Regions from separate parts of the Mus musculus genome. Here regions 1 and 3 are each linked to region 2. Evidence: chromatin contacts called from public Hi-C and promoter capture Hi-C data. All regions are on one chromosome and are shown on one strand. Each heading gives the region's core, a stretch centred on a gene start, on an enhancer-like site or on the middle of the called end of the contact. The rest is flanking DNA. Distances are from core to core; before and after follow the strand shown. Region 1 overlaps Dennd2a (DENN/MADD domain containing 2A). Region 2 holds the start of Braf (Braf transforming gene). Region 3 holds the start of Slc37a3 (solute carrier family 37 (glycerol-3-phosphate transporter), member 3).

Region 1 (4,236 bases), core at 538-3,037, 260 kb before region 2:
ACCACTGCCTGTCTCCATTTAAAAGTTTTACTTCATTTACTGCGTGTTCACATGTGTGTGCAAGCACATGGCATGACACGTCTGGAGGTCAGGACATCTTGTGGGAGCTGGTTCTCTTCTTCCACCTTGGAGGGCCTGGGGATTGACCTCAGGTGGTCAGGCTTGGTGGTGGCAAGTGTCTTAATGGGATAAGAATCTTGCCATTCCTATTTTATGAACATTAAAAATAAAATCACCAATCCTTTAAAGCATTAAAAACAAATAAACAAACAAGCAAATAAAAACCTGTGTGGTGTGCATCTGTATAGGGGCATGCATTTCACAGACAGCTTGGTGGAGTTGGCGCCTTTCCACCTTCATGTGTCTCCTATGCAGCGTTCACCAGCGGTGGCACCATCTCACCAGCCTGAGCCTTCTTTACACATGCAGTGTGTCTCCCCCTTTTAATATAAAGACCACTGAAAAAAAGCCTCTTCAGTGTGGCAGGGGGTGCACACCTTTAATCCCAACACTTGTGAGGCAGGCAAAATTCTGAGTTCGAGGCCAGCCTGGTCTACTGACTGAGTTCCAGGATAGCCAGCACTATACAGAGAAACCCTGTCTTGAAAAAAACAAAACAAAACAAAAAAAAAAGGAAAGAGCCGGGTATGGTGGTGCACGCCTTTAATCCCAGCACTCGGGAGGCAGAGGCAGGTGGATTTCTGAGTTCAAGGCCAGCCTGGTCTACAAAGTGAGTTCCAGGACAGCTAGGGCTATACAGAGAAACTCTGTCTCAAAAAATGAAAAAGGAAAAGAAAAAAGCCTCTTCATACAAATAGCCTAGTACATTCCCCCAATATTTGTTTGTTTGTTTGATTTTTTGAGACAGGGTTTTTTCTGTGTATCCCTGGCTGCCCTGGAACTCACTTTGTAGACCAGGCTGGCCTCAAACTCAGAAATCCACCTGCTTCTGCCTCCCAAGTGTTGGGATTAAAGGTGTGTGTGCGCCACCACCGCCTAGCACATTCCCCCAATTTTATTTTAGGTTTTGTTTAAGTCAAATACAAAAACATCAATAAAATAGAATATTATACACTCACTAGGAATGTTGATAAAGATATACTTATTTATTTATTCACCTGAAGTTCTTAAGTAAAACAGTATAATATAAAATAAGTTAGAAAAGAACGTATATTCCAAAATACTAACTGTGATCACTTGGGGGCAATATAAAAATACACAGAATATTGCTATCAGAAAGTTACCTAAGCCTAGGAGCTTGTGGAATCGGTCCCTGAGCCCCCGTGCTGTGCTCACCTGCTTTCTCTGGCTACCTCCAACATCCCAGCCACGCACTCCTATTAATCCTGCCCAGGTCAGAGGCGATCCAGATGTAGTCAGTTTTTGGTGGCATTCACAGTATCGGGGTGGCAGCCCCGAGGCCAGCCCGAGAACCTTCCTTTGCTGCACACAGGGCTCCTGCAGACTCTTACTGTCCCCACAGGTCAGCTGATTCGGGTCCTCTCTCTCATAAAAGAGAAGCAACTACAGAAACCTCTCCTAGCTTTGTTGGTCAAGAGGAACAGGCTCACAGCAGTGGCCTAAGTGTCATGGTTGGGCCACAGGAAATAGAAACTTCAGGACCCTTAGAACATTTTATTACCAGTTAACAAGATTTCCTGTTTTTTTAAATGTGTCCCTCTAAAAGCCACAGACTTTTGGGGCATGAATGGAGCTATACGGCTTCTAGGAGAAAAAAAAAGAAAATGTAGTCAAGAACAGTAAAGTCCAGTCTCTGCCACCAGGTGGCGTCATAGACCAGTGCGGAAGAAGCAGTGGCGTGGGCAGAAGTGTTTCTGTGGCTGCCGCGCTTCCTAACTCCTGGCTCCACAGAGTCAATGAGCTGGCCCAGAGGCGATGAGATGGGGCAGGAGAGCTGAATGAAGGAAGAGCCAAACACTTTCCTTCTTCTTCTCTTTTAATATCTAAGATTTAAAGGTCCCAGAAGCAACTAACCACAGTAACAACATTCTGCATGCTGGCTGGTCCCTTCCGGAGCTGTTGTGAGCGCGTGCCACCTGCCCAGCTAAGGGGTCCATCCTGGGAGGACTGGGGCGTAGGGAGGAGGTTTTCCCTTGGGCCAAGATGAGGGTTATTTCTTGTGGAGAAACTTCATTTTATTGCCTAAAAAAGAAAGTGAGAACATTTTATCAGGGGGGGAGGGGAGGGAGGGGGTGCACAGGAAAGTGTGTGTCTCTCAGCAGGCTGTGGAGTCAAAGGACATCTTTGTGGACTCAGTTCCCTCCTCCCGCGTTTATGTGGGTTCTGGGGACTGGACTTAGGCTTGTGTGCCACATGCTGTGATGTCTTGCTGGCTGGTCACACAGCTCCTGATCTTCCTCCTCCACCTCCAGGGTTTACTCTGGAGCACAGTGTGCACCCTTAAGGACCTTTTTGCTGATTAAACTGTAGTCCTGATGATTCTTCTTTTTTTTTTTTTTCTTTTGGTTTTTTGAGACAGGGTTTCTCTGTGTAGCCCTGACTGTCCTGGAACTCACTCTGTAGACCAGGCTGGCCTCGAACTCAGACATCCACCTGCCTCTGCCTCCCGAGTGCTGGGATTAAAGGTGTGCGCCGCCACCACCAGCAGTCCTCTTGATGATTCTTTTTTGCTCAGGGGCATTCGGAGGTTGGGAGGAATCCTACCTGTGTTAAGGTACTCCCTGCCTCGCCCAGGGCATGCTGCCTCTGTTGGTTGCCACAAGACTCGGGGGTTCAGAAGATGGTGGCAAGGATGTCAGTGAGGCCACCCTAGTTCCCAGGGACAGACTAAGAGAGGTAGACAGTCCACCCTGTACCGTTCCTGGCTCTTGTGGATGGAAGTAGTGAAGACTCCAGGAAAGATGGTTTAGAGCTGAGGCTGGCGACAGGGACCCAGCCTTACCCAGTCCCTTGAGGAATTTATTGACTCCGCTGTGCTCTCCGCTGGGCAGGGTTTCCAGGTACTCCTGGGCTCGGACTTCAAACAGACCTGGTGAGGAGAAATACCCAGGATATGTTAGATGCCTGCCTTTGTGCTTCTGCACTGACCTTCTTCCTCGATAGCTCGGGAAACCTTGCTTCTGAGGCGCAGCTGTGCCTATAAATACGCTTTCAAGCCTGGGGTTTATAAGGGATTTTACTGTCCTTATAATTGCCCCACCTTGTATAATAGCTGTCTGTGGGAAGCCGTAAAGTCCGTTCACACATGAGACTCCATCTCATTCCTGCTTCCTCACTCACCAACAGACCTGTCAACCTGACTACATGCAGCTGGCCACTCTTCTGAGGAGAAGCAAGCCCTGAAGGAGGCCGGCTCTCTCACACCCTCTAAACACATTTCTCCTGTCCTGAGGAAATCCTCATCAGGACGGCCTCAAGTATGGCTGCCTGTCTTTCCTATGCTGGTGGCTGCCGTGGGAGTTCAGTCAGGGCTTCTAGCTGAGTTCATAGCACCAGGGAAACCCCAGGCCCGGGCCAGCTGCCCCTCTGGAAGCTTCTGGCCTTTGTATAGCCATGCTGCAAAGGTAAGGCCTTCCCTTTCCAGCTTTAGCTCCCATCAAACCAGCCTTTACCAGCATTCTTAGATTTTAGACTCCCAGAACGCCCAGCTGGGACAATGGACAGAATAGGCTGGGCTGATGCCTCCATCATACTGTTGTGACTTCCCCCTGCTCCTCAGCCACTTAGAGCCTTAGGCACCTCTGCCTCACTGCCCCCATAAGGCCTGTGTGCTGTCCTAACCTTTGGCATCTTGCCTGCGTAGTTCCCGCTCCTGGATGAAGCCACGGAACGTCTGGGTCTCCATGAAGACCTCCAGGAAGCGCCGCAGGCTCTTAGAGGAGACAGCTTTTCTGAAGGCCTCTCGTTGCAGGCTTCTCTCCTCACCCGATGTCAGGAACAGGGGGTAGTGGCCCACAATCTCCACAAAAAAGCGGACAAAGGCTTCGGACACCACCTCACTCAAGGAACTGGATTCAGGGCCTGAGCAAGGGGCACAAAAAAGCCGAGACAGTGAGGGAAGTTGGTAGACTGGCGCCCTGGTCAGGTACTGATCTCAGCTACCCTCCACAGCTACCCGGGACCTTCTAAGAGAAAAGGCACTGAAAGTTTCCTTTTCTCTCTTTTAGATATTTTAGAACCTAAACGGAGGAAGTGGGAAGTCCCTGATTATTGTTGGAATGAAATCCAGGTGACAGGTTGAGCCCCACTCTCTCC
Region 2 (4,215 bases), core at 683-3,182:
ACTGTGAGAAATGTAGGGTGGCTCAAATGATGGTACTGAACACATTCTGGGTAGAGATGGTATCAAAAGATGGAAAACAAACATTATTGCAAACAGACTGCTAACGATAGATGGAGAGTGGAGGATGAACATCCCAAGTAAATATAATGAAGCAGGAAAAAGAACACTGTAGAGATAAGGAGGTAGTACGAGAACTGGGAAACTTAAGTAGCAAGTTTATCTTTAAACAAAATTTATCTTCAAGTAAAATCAACAGAAACAAGTCACTCTCGACAACTGTTTGTAAAATACCGTATTCTAGCCAATTGTTTGTAAGATATGGTATTGTTTATGCGATACAGTGCCCAAATGGTAAATGTAGTAAGTTTTACATACAGAGAAAAGAGAATAAATTAGGTAATTTGACAATGTAATAAGTTGAATGATACAAGGACTACCAAAAGCCAAGTACTAAAGACTGGTAAACACGAAAGATGGGACGAAAATGGGAGCGAGCCAGATCACTTAAACCCACTAAAAACAAGCTAGCACGCAAGCAAGCAAGCAAACAAACAAACAAACAAACAAACCCACGAAGGATATCAACTGAGGTGTGTATGTGCACTGAAAGACTAACCCAAACTGCCAGCAGTGCAAGGGAGCAAAGGGCCAAGTGAAACCTGATGGAATCTTGACAGCTTTGGGGTTCAGGGAGTGAATAGCTTGCAAAGTGTCCAAAAGGATTTGTGAAGATAACAACGGATTACAAGGTGACGGTGCAGTGGAATGAAGTAGAGGCACTCAAGGGGACTAGGGCAAGAGAAGAGCAAAAATGCTCTTCCGTGGAAACTAAGGTTAGAAGCAAGTAGGTACAGTTGAGAAATGAGCGGGGTGGTGGATGAGGATAGAGGTTTACGGGTCAGCAAGGGAGCACTGACAAACAGTATTATTCGGGGATCAGAGACCAGGATGGGAAAAGCTTCGGAACAGTAAAATTTGGGGCTGAAAAAGTAAAGACTACACCAAAAAAAAAAATCATCCCCTGGGCAAAAACCGGTCAAAAGAAAAATCCCCCAAACAAGTAGCAAAGTGGGAAGGGGACAAGGGCCTGCAAAGGGAAGATAGTGAGGAGAGTGGAAAGATGCGCTCCGTCATCCCCAGGATCAGGGAGTAATCGCACACGGCGGTTCCTAGGGCTAGGGGACCAAGGGGTACTGCCCTGGCCACTAAGCTCCATCCTCGACGCCGTCCCTGCCGGCTAGCAAAAAGGAAAACATCTCAGGGATGCAGGGCTGGAAGCCTCAGCCAGGCGTGACCTTCTCCAACCCAGAGTTTCGCCCCCTCTGAAAAGGCTCCAGCTCTGCCCCCACTGCCCCAATCCCATCTGGGTGGGGGCCGGGGAACCCCCCTGGGCCATCGTGTGTGTTTACGTAGCGAGGAGCTACAAGACAGAGGGGGACACTCGGCCGATAACCACCTCCCCGCCGGCTACCAAGCACTGCCGGGGCTCCTTCTGCTGCCTCGGTCCCTCGCATAAACACTGGCCCGCCGAGCCCCTGACGCGCGAGCACTGGGGGGGGATGGCGCCGCCACTCACCTCTTCAGGAATGGCCGGGTCCGCAGCCGAAGAGGCCGCGGCGCCAGCGCCGGCCTCCGGCTCCATGTCGCCATTGAACAGAGCCTGGCCCTGCTCGGCGCCGCCGCCGCCGTCGCCACCGCCACCGCCGCCGCCACCGCCGCCGCCGCCACCGCTGCTGCTGCCACCGCCGCCACTCAGCGCCGCCATCTTCGAAGCGCGAGCCGGGCCGAGCGGCCGCCGCGGGGCGGGGAGGGGGAAGGGAGGCGCAGGGCGGGCGGAGGCGGGCGCGGAGGCGCGGGGGGCGTGGGCGGAGCGGCCGGGGCGGAGGCCACCTCTGGAACCCGCCGGCGGCCCCGGCGCAGCCGAGCCTGAGGGGATTTGGGGGGGGGAGGGGGCGGAGACGACGAGGAGTCGCCGCGGCAACGGCGTCACCCGCATGTCACGGTCGTGACGTCACCTGGGTGCGTGACGTCATCCGAGGAGCACCCTCGCGCCGCTGTCGCCAGGGGAGTGTTCCTTCTCCTCCAACCACCCTCGCGCTCACACGTTTCTACCCGCACAGTTTCCATGGCTCCGGCTTCCTATTTTTTCTCAGCCTGTTCTGTCATGTGGGATTTACTAGAAGAGCAGGGGGTGGTGTTTTAAAGAAGTTAAAATCCTAGAGGGAAGAAGGCCGGAAAGTCTGTAGTACTTATTACTGCCGTTACAAAGAAGCTCTGGGTGTCATAAAAATAAGACCTTAAACGCCAAGGTTGAAACATCAGCCAAGCCAAATTTCATAGAACTGTCTTGGAGCAGCTAAATTCTCAGTATGGTGTTTGTATCCTGTCCCTAAAGGACTTGATCTGTTGAAGTATAAATGAAAATCTAAAGCTGGTCTTCAGGGTATTTATTGCCTAGTTTCAGTCATTTACTATCAATTGGCTCCTTCCATGCACTAGGACCTGAGGAGAACACATGACCATTTTAGACATCTTATGCATCATAGCTAATTTTTATTCCAAAGAAAATAATTTAAAATATTTTGTAGATCCTGACTGATCCAAGGCATTCTCTTCAAACTGTATATGAAAAAAAGAATTGGGAGAAGAGAATTAAATCATCTCAGAGAAGCCCAAGTTGCAGAAATTAAACCCAATTTCTTTATGTAAATTACATGGTTAAAGTACGTTTAACCAAAGAAGGAAATAATGGAGAGAGGAAGTGTGTTAAGAAAAAGAGAAAACAGGAGTGAAAAACAGAAGCTACCAACACTATTCAGGAATTTCCAGTTTAACTCTTGAGTTGAGTTGTCTGTGTGTCTGTGTGTGCACTTCTATTAATGGAAAGGGGGATGGTCGCCACCAACCTCTTTATTGCATTTAGGATGAGTTGAAAGGTAGAAAGCTTCTGACAATAGGATGTCTGCCTATTTGGTCTGATCAGCACAGGCCCGGCAACTGATGCTTTGCTTCAAGGTAAGCAGTGCACGTGTGGCTGCTTGGTGAATCAAAGCATTACGTTCTTGTGTATTGAAAAAAAATGCCACCAATCAAATAGCTATTCTGTGTTTGCCAATGACATTGTACATTCTCTTCCAAGCAGGGACATTCCCCTGAGAGCTACATTTAAGTCAGAAGATGATCTGACAGATTCGAGTGAAGGAGATGATCACAGATAGAGACTATATTATCAAGCTATGCTAGTTTAAGGCAGTTTTTAAAAACCATAAATACATAATGTCTAAGCATACTAAAATAGGGCCAACAACCAGGCAAGGGACACTTCCTCCTTGATTTTGTCTGAAACACAACTGTTGGGGTTTTGGGGTATTGTTGTTGTTTGTTGTTGTTGTTTAGTCCCTAACTGTCCAGGTTTACTTTAGGAAATTATTCCCTAAGAATGTATCATTATAACATTTTTTTTTACAACATTAAAATTTCTAAGACATTTCTCTTTTGTTTTGTTTGAGACAGGGTTTCTCTGTGTAACAGCGCTTGGCTGTCCTGGAACTTGATTCCCAGAGATCTGACTACCTCTGCTTCCTGAGTGCTGGGATCAAAGGCATGTACCCCCATGCCCTGCCTCTAAGACATTTTCCATGGTTCCATTTTAAACAACATCCTTATCAGCATCAGTCTATACAGTGATCACGTCTTATGTGATTATTTCTTCACAGGATGGCTGGCCTCATCCATTTAAGATGGATTCTGTTAGTTTCCACTCATTCAATTTTTTTTCCTTGTGTGTTGGTTAGTTTTGTTAACTAATGGTGTTCCTGCTGTATGTGTGTGTGTGTTTCCTCACCCTCAGTAAAGGCCTTTCTTCAACTGCTGATCCTGTCTGCTCCTGCTGGCTATGTTTGAGATTTCTCCACTGCTACCAGACAAGCTTAAGATCTTTCCTGCCTTTTACTCTTTAACTGGCAGAGAAAAGTAAATAAAGACCCCGATTGTTAACATTTTTGAGACCTTGTCCAGGATTTCTGGTCCAGGACCACCAACTCATCAAAGTTGTCACTTAGATGCTGATGTCTAGTGACTTTAACAAATAGAATCTGCATGTCACTCAGATTTGGCCTATGTAGCCCACTTCCATTGGACATTACCTCTGGTACGTGGGCAGAGATGTCTACTGCTGATGATACATCTCTCATGTGACACTTCAAGAATACATAC
Region 3 (3,787 bases), core at 1,286-3,785, 350 kb before region 2:
ATAAGAAGAAGAAGATGACGACGACTGTTTGAGCACCCAAATAGAGAGAGCACTTGCCTGCATACAAATGTAAAAGCCCTGGGTTCAAGTCCCAGTACAAATAAATAAATTCTATTCCCCATTTCTGTTTCTTTAACGATTTGCATGTTTATTGTTCATCTATAAACCCCATTTTAAAAACCAGTGGCTTTCTCTGTTCTAAGTCCACAGTGTCCCCAGAGCTCTTGGACAGAGGGAAAAAAAAACCTTTGTCAATGATTTATTTAGTTGAATGCCTATAAGGCACCAGGAAACTGATAGGTACTTTGCAAATATAGTCATAGTCAGCTCTCTGCATATTTTTCAGATGTGTAAATGGAAAAGAGAAAACACCTCAGGCTTTGTAAAACCTGATAATTAGAATTACCTCTTGAATTACAGCTTAATCTCTCTGGTATGTAGTTTGGGATGGGAAAAGTCCAACTTATAAACAAATGTGGCTCCCTAACATCCTCAAATGTACAGAGCTGGCAATCATCTGGCTCCCAAGGGTCTGATTTTTACATGTACGAAGTAAAAGGATAACCTGTACTCAGAGTGCTGGTCTGTAGGCAAGCACTTGACCGCTGGGTGAGTCTGGCCCTTTCACAGTTCTGCATACGCTGGCTATCACTTGTGTGCCAACCAACGCTCACACATACACAGTATCTTTCTGATCTCTCATCATCTAACTAGAAGCTATTCACTGATACCAGATACATCTTTTCTCTTTCCAAGACTCGAGTCTTCCCAGGTGTATACTCCTATAATCCCAGCAGGGAGATTCCAAATGTGAGAGAATATGAGGCCAGCCTAGATTACAGAGCTGCAAAGCACACATTCATTTGAGAGCCTGCTTTAAAAGCATGGTCTAGCCGGGCAGTGGTAGTGCATGCCTTTAAGCCCAGCACTTGGGAAGCAGAGGCAGGTGGATTTCTGAATTCGAGACCAGCCTGGTCTACAGAGTTTCAGGACAGCCAGAGCTATATAGAGAAACCCTGTCTCAAAAACAAAACAAAACAACAAAAAACGCATGGTCTAGTTCAGTGGTAGAGTGCTTGACCAGCACCCATGGCACCTGACTACCAACCCTAGCACTCCAGAGACAGGAAGATTAGAAGGTCAAGGACATCTTCAGTTACACAGGGAGATGGTGATTACCTGGACTATTCGACACTTGTCCGTGCACTTGCTCGCTCTCTCTCTCTCTCTCTCTCTCTCTCTCTCTCACACACACACACACACACACACACACACACTTTTTCTTAAAACTGCCGCATTACCACAGATGTTAAGGACTTAGCTAGCTGTTTCAGGGTTCCTAAAACCACATCCATTTATACCAGGGTTCCTAAGGCCAACTTCTCCCTATTTTCTTTCAAAGACAACTACTTTCTCCTCTGCCCTTCAGACAAAGCCCTAATCGTGCCAGTTATCACTGCAACAACAGCATGTCATCCTCACTTGAGGACCAGGCACTCATCCAAAACCTTAAACAATGAGCACTGAACTGCTCCTGAAAAACAGAGAACTCTGACACTAAAGGTCAAGTCCATTTACTTCACTTCTTTCCTCACTTAAGGATTAAATGAAAGGATTTACTGTGTGTTTAGGGCAGACTCTGTTTTACTTACAAGGAACATCTGGCAAGTGGCAAAAGAATAATTCAACTACCACAGTAGTCGAGGTGTTCTCTTCATCAGTGATTGTTTCGTAAACAGAAATGTGAGTGAAGACATCAAGCAATGGCTAAAGAGGCTCGCCCTGGCAACTAGGTATCCTCTAAACATTTCAGTAAAATATCACGGCATCGCTTAACATATTGCAGAAAATGTTAAAAGTGGACACATCCCCATTGTCTTATCAAAATTAAGAACAGGCCACACTCTACAAATAAGAACAACCAAAGTCTGACATTCGAATAAGAAGCAGAGCCGAATTCCCTGAGGTCGTGGCAGTTACTCGAAAACAAACCCCTAGTTTTTCCACGAAGTCAATTCTCCCTCTGACCTCCGTGCATCCTATCCAAACGCCTCCCACCCTACCTGAAACGTGGCCCTCCTCTTGCTAAACCATGAACCCTTTCCTTGGGTTTCATTTTCTTCCGTTCAAACGTCCCATGAGCCAAGATCGGTGGGCCGAGGGGAACAAGTACCCCCTACCCGGGAGGTCTGCGTGGGCTGGGCTGGGCCACCTTCCCTCTCTGGTGTCTGGTGTCCTCCTCCCTCTGCGGTGCACACAGCCTCGGGACTGCACAGCGGCAGCACCAGGAGCTCCGGTGGGGTCCCGGTGGGGGTCTGGTGGGGGCCAGCTGCCAGCGGCGCCCGAGCCGCCACACCCACCAGCTGTCCGCGCTTCCCACGCCCGAAGCCCACCGCGCGCCCAACCCGGCCAGGACCCCAAGCACCCGAGCGCACGCAGGCTCGCACCTGAGACCCGCCGAAGAACCCGCTCCGCTAGACTCCGCTCCCGCCGCCCCCGCCGCCACCTCACCCAGCGGGATGTGGCCAGAGCTTCCGGACGCTCACGTGACCTCGGGGACAGGTGCATGCCGGGAGCTGTAGTCCGCCAGTGCCGCTTTACCTGCGAGCTGTAAAGTCCACTGGTTGGGTTTAACTGAGCTCCTGCAGGAAGGGACTAGGTCCAGAAATGTTAGCGGAGAAAAGCAACGAGTGAGAGATATCATTTGAGAAGAACCGATAGGCTGACCATTTTTTCAAGAGGAGGCGTTATTCTGTTTTAGACTCTTGTTTAATTAAATGCAGTTGTCCATATAGGTAGGAATAGTCATTCACCTGTTTGTATTCACAGCTCTGCACCCCATTGCCATTGCACCAAAATAAATAGTTCGTATTAAGATCCCCAGCAGCGTAGCTGGAAAGATGATTAAATACATACATATGTACGTACATACATACATCTGTGCATTTTTTTTTTTAAAAAAGATTTATTTATTTATTATATGTAAGTACACTGTAGCTGTCTTCAGACACTCCAGAAGAGGGCGTCAGATCTTGTTACAGATGGTTGTGAGCCACCATGTGGTTGCTGGGATTTGAACTCTGGACTTCGGAAGAGCAGTCGGGTGCTCTTACCACTGAGCCATCTCACCAGCCCACATCTGTGCATTTTTAAAAATGGAACTGTAGAGGGCTGGTGAGATGGCTCAGTGGGTAAGAACTGCTCTTCTGAAGGTCCGAAGTTCAAATCCCAGCAACCACATGGTGGCTCACACCATCAGTAATGAGATCTGACTCCCTCTTCTGGAGTGTCTGAAGACAGCTACAGTGTAATTACATATAATAAAAATAAATAAATCATTTTTTAAAAAATGGAACTGGAGAGACGGCTCAGCAGTTAAGAGCAGTGACTGCCCATCTAGGAGACTTAGATTTGGTTCCATGGTGACTCACACTCTAGTTCCAGAGGACCTGACACCCTCATCTGGCCTCCGTGAACATGACACACACAGAGACATACAAAAACACATAAATAAAAATAGAAAGGGGGAGAGGAAGACGTGGAGGAGGAGAAAGAGGAGAGAAGGAAGATTCCCGTGCTACCACCCAGTTTCCTCTTTCAGGGCATCCAAGGCCAGGTAGTAAGAACGCTTCCACCCGGCGCACGCCTTTAGTCCCAGCACTCGGGAGGCAGAGGCAGTCGGATTTCTGAGTTCGAGGCCAGCCTGGTCTACAAAAGGCACTCCTGGACCTGGGTTCATTTCACAGTTAATCTTATGTCTTCGGTGACATCCACCAAACTCTTCTTG

What was found. Promoter capture Hi-C pulls out the DNA fragments that hold promoters and counts their contacts. A called contact is a pair of places that touch in the nucleus more often than the background predicts.
Region 1: a Hi-C map of CD8 T cells shows a contact between it and region 2, with 4 times the contacts expected there. The contact joins the enhancer-like site here to the promoter of Braf in region 2. A contact is called at or near these places in 4 of 484 Hi-C or Micro-C datasets (CD8 T cells, embryonic fibroblasts and embryonic stem cells), 1 of 115 datasets of contacts at active chromatin or transcription factors (large pre-B cells) and 3 of 9 other capture datasets (adipose tissue, liver and pancreatic islet).
Region 3: a promoter capture Hi-C map of neural stem cells shows a contact between it and region 2. The contact joins the promoter of Slc37a3 here to the promoter of Braf in region 2. A contact is called at or near these places in 1 of 39 promoter capture datasets (neural stem cells), 3 of 115 datasets of contacts at active chromatin or transcription factors (CD8 T cells, memory CD8 T cells and pancreatic cancer cells) and 1 of 9 other capture datasets (adipose tissue).

The regions. Positions count from the first base shown.
Region 1 is chr6:39,461,289-39,465,524 of GRCm38.p6, forward strand. It overlaps Dennd2a (DENN/MADD domain containing 2A), which reads right to left. Exons shown (of 19, transcript NM_172477.4): 17 at 3,763-4,002; 18 at 2,924-3,010; 19 at 1,090-2,163. The coding sequence ends at 2,132. Among named protein-coding and RNA genes, the nearest start is that of Gm52860, 7.0 kb to the right of the region's middle. Within about 2 kb of position 1,788, at least 48 of the 459 cell types and tissues checked have an H3K27ac peak or open chromatin away from gene starts, as enhancers often do. A contact at or near this core is called in CD8 T cells, where this site is marked.
Region 2 is chr6:39,723,531-39,727,745 of GRCm38.p6, forward strand. Braf (Braf transforming gene) reads right to left here and starts at 1,933. Exons shown (of 22, transcript NM_139294.5): 1 at 1,577-1,933. The coding sequence starts at 1,765.
Region 3 is chr6:39,375,172-39,378,958 of GRCm38.p6, forward strand. It overlaps Slc37a3 (solute carrier family 37 (glycerol-3-phosphate transporter), member 3), which reads right to left and starts at 2,536. Exons shown (of 15, transcript NM_028123.3): 1 at 2,448-2,536.